Regions from separate parts of the Capsicum annuum genome. Here region 1 is linked to region 2. A link is a contact called in public Hi-C data. All regions are on one chromosome and are shown on one strand. The core of a region is the stretch at or near the end of the contact, and the rest is flanking DNA. Distances in the headings are between cores, read along the strand shown.

What was found. A called contact is a pair of places that touch in the nucleus more often than the background predicts.
Region 1: a contact with region 2 is called in a Hi-C map of leaf, with 2.1 times the contacts expected there. The contact joins the promoter of LOC107847681 here to the promoter of LOC107848380 in region 2. A contact is called at or near these places in 2 of 5 Hi-C or Micro-C datasets (bud and leaf).

What each region holds. Positions count from the first base shown.
Region 1 is chr11:37,976,968-37,981,373 of UCD10Xv1.1, forward strand. It overlaps LOC107847681, which reads left to right and starts at 1,451. Exons shown (of 7, transcript XM_016692080.2): 1 at 1,451-2,188. The coding sequence starts at 1,871.
Region 2 is chr11:37,820,677-37,825,225 of UCD10Xv1.1, forward strand. It overlaps LOC107848380 (two-component response regulator ARR5), which reads right to left and starts at 1,882. Exons shown (of 5, transcript XM_016693143.2): 1 at 1,479-1,882; 2 at 1,008-1,084; 3 at 859-936; 4 at 585-652. The coding sequence starts at 1,641.

The DNA.
Region 1 (4,406 bases), core at 201-2,700, 160 kb after region 2:
GGTTGGTCCATAGAATCTTGAAGACGTTTAAACATCTCTAAGTTGTTGGGTTTATTGAACAAGATATACTGAGCATGGAGAAGTATTCTATAAAAGAAATGTATGGAAAAATAAGGGGTGTGATGGAATCGGTGAATTGGGGGAAACTTGTTTGGTCAAATTATGGAGCTCCTAGGTGGTTGTTTATTTTGTATCTTGCCTGGAATACTAGGCTAGCTAAGTGGGTTTTAGTTGAATCTCTGATATATCCATTGTGTCGGGAACTCGATGAGGATATTGATCACTTATTTTTTGCATGTAGATTTTCTGGTATAGTATGGTGTAAGTTGTTACAATGGTAAGAAATTCTGAGGTATAATTTGCCATGGAGTTAGGAGGTATAGTGGGCTATTAGAAGTATGGAGGGTTGAAGTAGCAAAGCACAAATATTTCATATGACTATGGCTGGAGCTGTTTATTATTTATGGATGGAAAGAAATAACCACATTTTTCAGCACAAACAAAACACATCTGAGATTATTATTCGACAAGTCATACAGGCTATATATGTTCGAGGATTCCAGTAAGTTAAGCTCATAAATAGGATGCAAACTCTTAATATGTACCACTAATTTGCTAAGATAGTATAGATAGGGGCAGTTTTGATTGGAGGCTGTACCAAGATTTGAGACAGGTTTTGTCCAACTCTGCTTTCTGTTATGTATGGTCATTTTGGTAAATAAAATGTTACTTATCAAAAAAAATAAATTCATATTCAATATTTATATCAAATTAGTTTTTTTGGATCTTATACATAATGAAAACTTTAATACATCGGACAATCTTTTTCTTCTTCTACATAAATATATTATAAGTGACATACTTCTACATTAATTAATATAATTTTTACTAAAGTTAATTTTTTTGACTTGATGTAAATACTTACAACTACTACATACCCTATTAATAATGATTATGGTGGAGTGATAAATAATCTTTGATTCTTAACTAGAGATTTTAGATTTGAGTCGTCCTAGATTAAAAAAAAAAGCGAGAATAAAAAAACATTGTTATTTAACGATTAAATGTTTATTGTTAATTCGTTATCTGTCACCCACTTCAAAACCATAATACTTCCTCCGTTTCAAATTATCTATCTTAAATTTTTTAATATGATTTTTCATTTTACTTATTTTTTTTCATTAATCAAGAAGAAATAATTTTTTTTCTATGTTTTACCCTTTGCATTAATTTTTTTTTCAAATTAAAATGTAAATATTATTTAATAGGAGTACAATGATAAATTAGTTATGTCATTAATTATTTTTTTAATTAATGTGTTATTTGAATTTGGAATGAATAATTTGAGACGACGGGAGTATAATTTACCATACAGGAAATCAACACATTGCAAGTAATTTCTTTTCAAGGAAGTCGAAATAGAACAATTAAAAAAAGAGAAGACCTTGTAGGAACTTTGAATCTGGTCTCAAAGACAATGATATCACCAAAGCAACTCTGTCCTTTTCATCAATAATAGATTTGTCACGTACCCACTTTAAACATTATAAAAACTATAACTCACAATTTTCTATTATTAATCCTACCTATTCTTCAAATAAAATAAAATAAAATTTTCCCAATATTGTACTATCTAAAGAATTTGGGAATATCCACTTCAATCATAACACAAACCTAACGAACAATAACACCCACATTTCCCAAATCTCATCCCCTTCTCAATAAATCCAACAAAAAAATCCCAATTCGAAACTCAAATTTTTCCACCCAATGGAACCCTAAATCGAATCTGAATAATTCCCAAAAGAAATTCCCAAAATATCCATAATCAAGGATCTGCAAATTGCTGTTAAATTCACCTTTTTCAGTGATGTATAGACCAAAGAAGCTGTGTTTTTTAACATTGCTATGGATATTGGGAATTGGGTTAAATTTAGGTTTTGGGAATGCATTGAAAATGCCATTTAGGGTTAAGGATGTACTTCCGGTATTACCCCGTCAAGTTTCTTGGCCCGTGCTTAGTAGTTTGCATAGTGCAATTGATTTGTTGCCAACTTATATTGGATCACTTGCTCCAAATAACGGGTCGATTAGTTGGAAAGGAGCTTGTTTTTATGAGAATGAAGCAAGAGTTGAGTTTACTGGTCCTGGTGATCGTGGCATTGGTGGTGCTACTATACATCTTTTGGTTAGTGGATTCGTTTTTTTTAATGATAATTGTGGATTTAATTTGTATTTAGTTGATTTGTAGAGTAAATTTTGGTGGGTTGGTGTTTAATTGATGAAATGTGATAGGAATAGGTTACAACAACAATACTATACCTAGTGAAATCTCACAAGTGGGGCCTGGTAATTGTAGAGTAGGGTAGAATGTACCGAGACTTCACCCCTACTTCATGGAGGTAAAAAGGTTGTTTCTGAAAGACGCTAGGCTGCGACAAATCAAAGTTATGAGAAAGTATCTATAACAGCAACAAAATAGTAGTTTGATAACTTTAAAAGATACATATAGTTGTTGAATTTTCTGGGTTGAAGTTATCTTGTTGGGGGAGGTGGGGTGTTGGGAAGATGAATAATTGCATGCTTGCGAGCTTAATTTATGCTTCATATTTCTGTATTATGAGTATAGTTTATATTCAGTGTCTCATAATTTTTTACTGTTTTTATTTCATTTAAAACAATATTGAAATTGTAAAAAAAAAGGGTTAAAATTTTGTATAACAGGGAAAAAAGAAAACTATCTATCCTTTATCGAAAACATTTTAGAACTTTCAATAAATAACTTGAATATCGTATTAATAAATAAAGTCTTTACAACAAAATCCAAAGTAAATTATTGCAAAAACATTACTTACATCTTGTTAATAAGAATTAAAGCTTTATGTCATTTGAGAACACTATATTTTATGTGTATTTGTGTATACTTAAGACCCCTAATTAAAATTTTGTTTTAGGTAGAGACTCTGTTCATGATTAAGTTGGGATGAGTTTCTTGTAGGTGACTTTCTTCTGATGAGATTTTTGATCCATCATATAAAGGAATATAATCCATACATGTGCACCTAAATTTTTGATCAATCAGTTTGCTGTATCAAAAACTCTTTTTCTGATTGTGTAAATAAAGTTCTGAAGACAATATGTTAGTGTTATTTTGGTTGAACCCTATATTGTCACTCGTAAACATAACATTCCACTTGTTCCATTCGCACCTATTTCGACATCTAGATTCATCTCTGCAATATTCTGTCTGCATGGTTTTTGAAAATTTCTGACATAACTTTGATCACTATATAGTGCAAGGGGAATTTCATTTAGGCTCCTAGTTGTGGTTATTGCTGTGTTTGAATAATTTTTGAGTAAACTCATTTTATTAGTTAATTAACTCTATTTAAATTCAACATTTTTCAACAATAATTTCATGTTGTAGAACTTATCCTAAAGGCACATAATTTTGGGATCGTTGGTTTGCTGGTTAATGTTATGCAAACATTAGTAATACATGAATTAGTTAGGAAGAAATTTATGTATTATTTTTTTTGTAGATTTTGGTTATTCATGTATAATTTATTCCATTTATATGTATTAGTTATGAATTTTTAAACTGTAAACCAAACATTGTATGAATTTTGTACATGAACTACTTATTTCTTATCCACCTGTCAAAGGTTATATAAGTTATACATAGTTTAATACATGAGTAACTCTACTCTTAACCCCCCCTCCCCCAGGTTGTTAACTAGGGGAGACAGAAGAAAAATTATGAGTTTTTTTAAAAGAAAGATGATGAGTTTGATAGGTGGTATAGTGGGGAAGACATACATTGAGCATTTGGGAGGGGTTTATTCATTTATATGTTAAGTGAATTGGGTTTATCTTGCTATCATATTTTTCTTGCAATCCTGCTCCGAAAACATTTCTAGTGAGACGAGGGTCTACTGGAAATAACCTCCTACCCCACAAAGATAAGAGTTAGGCCTGTGTACATCTTACTGGACCTCACTTGTGAGATTACTCGTTGTAGAGTTGGGAGGAGACTTTATAAATGTTACTTGACGAGTTTAGATGTTTTTTTTTCCTTTGTTGGGCCATGGGGTGGGTAGTGGGGCGGTCAAGAGTTTGAGCACACATGAGCTTTATTTACTTGCATTTATGGATGGCATTCCCTGGGTTCCTTTCTGATAGTTCAACTCTTATCAGCAGAATAATGCTGGGAGAAGTATTTCCTTTGTACTTTGTGGTCTTCAAGCATCTAATATTTGAAATGACTATATGAATGTTTCCCCTCTTGACACCTAGATGTTTTCATACAATAGAAACTAATGGGGTGATAACAAGTAACAACTGATATAACACCTTAAGAAAGAAATACAAAAAATTTTGGTATCTCTATATGCTTGATCTTATTC
Region 2 (4,549 bases), core at 632-3,131:
ATAGCTTTAGGTTGTCAGTGTTACTTCCTCGATTATTTATTTTTTCTTAAATTAATTGGAAGATAGCTTTAGGTTGTCAATGGGACTACCCTTCTAGTTTTATTAAGTTTCCTTCTCTCTTTGGAGTCTGTGGGAGAGCCAAGATTTTTAACAAGGAGATTCAAAATATAAAGATATAAACGCAAAAACAAGCCAAAGATTTCAACATATAGTATACATACCTCAAGAAAATGAACCTATCTACACAGTGTCCGGAGAAGGATGTCAATTGACTCCCATTGAACAAGGGTGGCTCCGCCCCTCAATGGGGTATTACTAAAGTTCTTAGACTCTTTTTTGAAAAAGTAAATGCAATGTCAATTAGTATTTGCTTCGTTCCATTCATTTAAGACTAGAGAATTCCAGAAGTTCCTAAATCTATAAACATCTAATCACACAAGGTTCCAAAGCAAAAGTCACTAGCAAAAATATATTCAACGTTTTCATGTATTCTATTTTATAAATTCACTAGTCAAACAGAATATATCAAGGCACACAAGGAAATAAGAAGTACAAAATCCAGCAGCAAGTGAATTTAAAAGTACCTGTCAATTCTAGCCAAAACATTTTCAGAAGACATGATTACAACTGGAATTTCCCTAAAAGATGAGCCCTGTTTCACAAATACAAATTTGGAAACTTAAGTACATTGATTAAATTTTTCCTATAAGAAACTCAGACATTAATCTTTCAAGCAAAAAGGATCAGCTCGGACCTCTTGGTCATGTGGCAACAACTTTACCGGTTCCACTGAGGCTCTCCTTCATTGCAAGCAACATAAACTAAATGAACAATGAAAAGAAAGGGCAAAACAAGTACCTTAATCTTTTTGAGCAAATCATAACCAGTCATTCCAGGCATACAATAATCTGTAATTATCAGATCCACCTTCAAACCCTAACATCACAAAAATAAAATATCAAAATCTATTAAAAAAATCCAACAAAAAAATCACAAAAATTCCTTACATCAATGCTAACAGAACTCTCTTCTCCGTCCAATCCAAGATACTTCAATGCTCTCATCCCACTATCCACAGTAGTCACTGTACAATTTCAATAAAACACACACTTCAAACTCCCACTTTTTCACAAAAAAAATAAATTATTACTCCCTCCATTTCAATTTATTTAACCTAGTTTAACTCAGATACAAAGTTTAAAAAACTAAAGAAAGTTTTAAAGCTCGGAGACTTAAATTAAAGATATGTCAAATTTAAATTAAAAACACGTCAAATGTATCAAATATCATTTAATCTTATGCTCTTCGACATATTAAAATTAAAGAATTGCTAAAAAACGAAAGAGACTTTTTTTTTTGTACAAAACATGATGAAACTAAAGAGTTGCTAACAAATTAAAAGGTCATTCCTTTTTAGACAGACTAAAATGAAAAGTAGGCCAAACAAATCAAAACGGGACAAAGTACAAAATTTTCACCTTTACAAGAAGTAATTTTGAGGAGACGTTCAATAACAATTCTATCCACAAGACTATCATCAACAGCAAGAACATGAACCTCATGAGTAATCTCCCTTAACTCACCCAACTCCTCCACCATCTCCGCCTTACGCCGCCGTGAAAATACACCATTTCTTGCCATTTTAGTACACAACACTAACAATAAATGCAACAAAAATGGAACAAAAACCACAAATATTATAGTAAAATGAGAAAACCCCAGTTTTTTTCTTGGGAAAATATGTGGGAAATTGAATGTTCTAGAATTTTGGGGGAAAAAATACCAAGAAAATTAAGAAGAGGAGTAGGAAATGGAGAACATATTAAAAAGAGAGGAGAGTGTGTGTGTGATATAAATGTCTCTGTCTTGTTCATGGGTACAATATACATGTCCTCGTTTCTTTTTCTTTAAAAAAAAAATATTTTAATGAATATTTAGTAGCCGTTTCAATATGAAAATTAAAATTTTTAAGAATTGGAGTTGAAATTGTGTTTGATCATGTCTTTTTTGAAAAAAAAATTTAGAATTTTGAAAAAAAATTTAAAATATGACTTTATGCCCCAATTTTTACAAACTATCAAAATTATCCAACTAAAATTTACCTACTAACGAAAAAGAACACAATTAGCCGCTTTTATAAAAATAATTACATATACATCACCATATTTAATGAATTTCAATTATGATGTATATAATATTTAATTATGATGTATATAATATTTACATTAATAGTTGTTTTGTCATATTTAAAAATTTTAAATATGGGTTTATATTAACAGATCACTACTTTCTATTTTTTAGGTAACAAATATTATCTTTCAAATAAATTTACTTTTTTTTAGTAATTTATTTCCTTTATTTTTCGTTCCTAAAAAATAGGAAATGATGAGTTGTTATTAAATTTTAGGGTGCCGCTAATTTATTTTTTAAATTTTTTTATACATGAAAGATTTTACTGTGTGTAAATAAATTATTTTTATGTAAAATATACTTTGCATATTTATGGTATATTATATCATATACCATAAATATATAAATATACTTAGTATGTTTCTTTATACTTTATATATTTATATGTGTATATGATATATACATGGTATAAACTTCATATATAACATACTTTGTAAATTTATGTTATAAATATGCTTAGTATGTTTCTTAATACTTTCTATATTTATATATGTGTGTCTATGATATATACAAGGTATAAACTTTATATATAACATACTTTGTATATTTCTATTATAAATATAACACTTTAAATATTTATGGGTATAAATATAATACTTTCTGTATAAAGATACCAAGTATTATGGTATATAAAGATAGCAGTTGCAGTTTAAGATATTAATTTGTTAAATTAGACATATTTTTTTTATGAAAAATATGTATCACCGATTTATATTTTTAGCATATATATGGTATAAACTATTTATATTTGAATAATATAATAAAGATGTACACAATATAATATATATAATCAAATTAAAAATAAGAATAATTTGTGGCGGTGTTAAACTAAGATGTTACAACTTTATTAATTTCATAAATATAGAAAACGATTATCCATTATTAATTACATGACTATAATTCTTTAAACGTCCGTATCACAATAGAAAAATTATTATTATTATTATATTATAGTAATTAAGATCATTAGCAGTAAAATAATGTCTTAAATAAGAGAGAAAAAGAGATATATATTAATTATGATAGCATTAAGTTTGAAATTATAATTATCTTATTCTTTAAAACTGCTATATACATAATATTGAAAAAGTAATGTTATAAAGAGAGTTTTATGTAAAAACTTAAAAGATTGGGGTTATATGTAATAATAATAAAAATTGGAATTGGAGTTGGAAAATTGTGAAAACACCAAAAACCTGTTTTCCCTTTTCAGAATTTATTTTCGAAATTATTGTTCAAATTTTCATGGCCAAACACCACCATTTCCAATTCCGAAAAAAAATTTCAAAAAAAAAGGAAAAAAAATTCATGGCCAAACGGTCCCTTAGTTTCCAAAATTATATACATATGTAAATATATTACAGCTTGTTTGGATGGATATATGTTTTTAGTAATTTGGAGTAATTTTCATCGATAGTCATTCATGTTTTCATAATTGCCTACAAAGATCACTTTTGTTTCTTTTAGGTTAAAAATATCACCCAACTATCCCTATTTTCTTCAAAAACTACTTGACACTTCAAAAATATTTCTTTTCTCCTAGTTTGCATGACCTGTCATTAAGTTTTTTTTTTTATATATAAGATATAAGAAATAGATCTTTTATATATTTATTTTATCTTTCTTACAAAACGGCATGAGCAAGGCATGAATCATCACAAGGAAAGGGCTGGGGGCTATTACGTGACTGATAAAAAATAAATTATATTTATTCTTTATTCGATATAAGAAAAATTACATCACATGATAAAAAAAATATTAGATAATCACACAACTTAAAGGAAAATAATTCCTCTGGTAATGCAATGCATATTACTCATCAATGAAGTAGTTGATGTGTCCAAGTGTATACATAAAACTAAAGGATTGAATTATTTTATTTGGTACTTTTCAAAGTTTTCTAAATTTATTTATTTAATCACTTAATAATAATATTTTTAAAACTCAAGGTATTTATATGAATTGATACTAATTTTTTTTATTTATTTATTTCATATACTAAAGATTCTTAAAATGTAAAAAAAATAAAAATGATGACTTTCAAATTTTCATATATGTGTTAAATGTACTATTTTGAAGGAACGCAAAATTATTTAGTCATGAAACAAATTATTTTAAAAAAAAAATATTAAAAAAATAATCTAATACTACAAATGAATCTTTGAAATAGTACCCAACCAAAGATTGCTTGCTTTTTGTGAGTTTAGTATCAGGAAAGGATATAAATTGATGTTTATTTATATAATAAGATAAAATATAGTATAATAAAAATAAAAAATAAAATGAAAAAATAAAATTTAAAATAATAGATTTCTATTTTATAAAGTTTTTGTCTTCGTTAACTTTGCGGATTTACTTG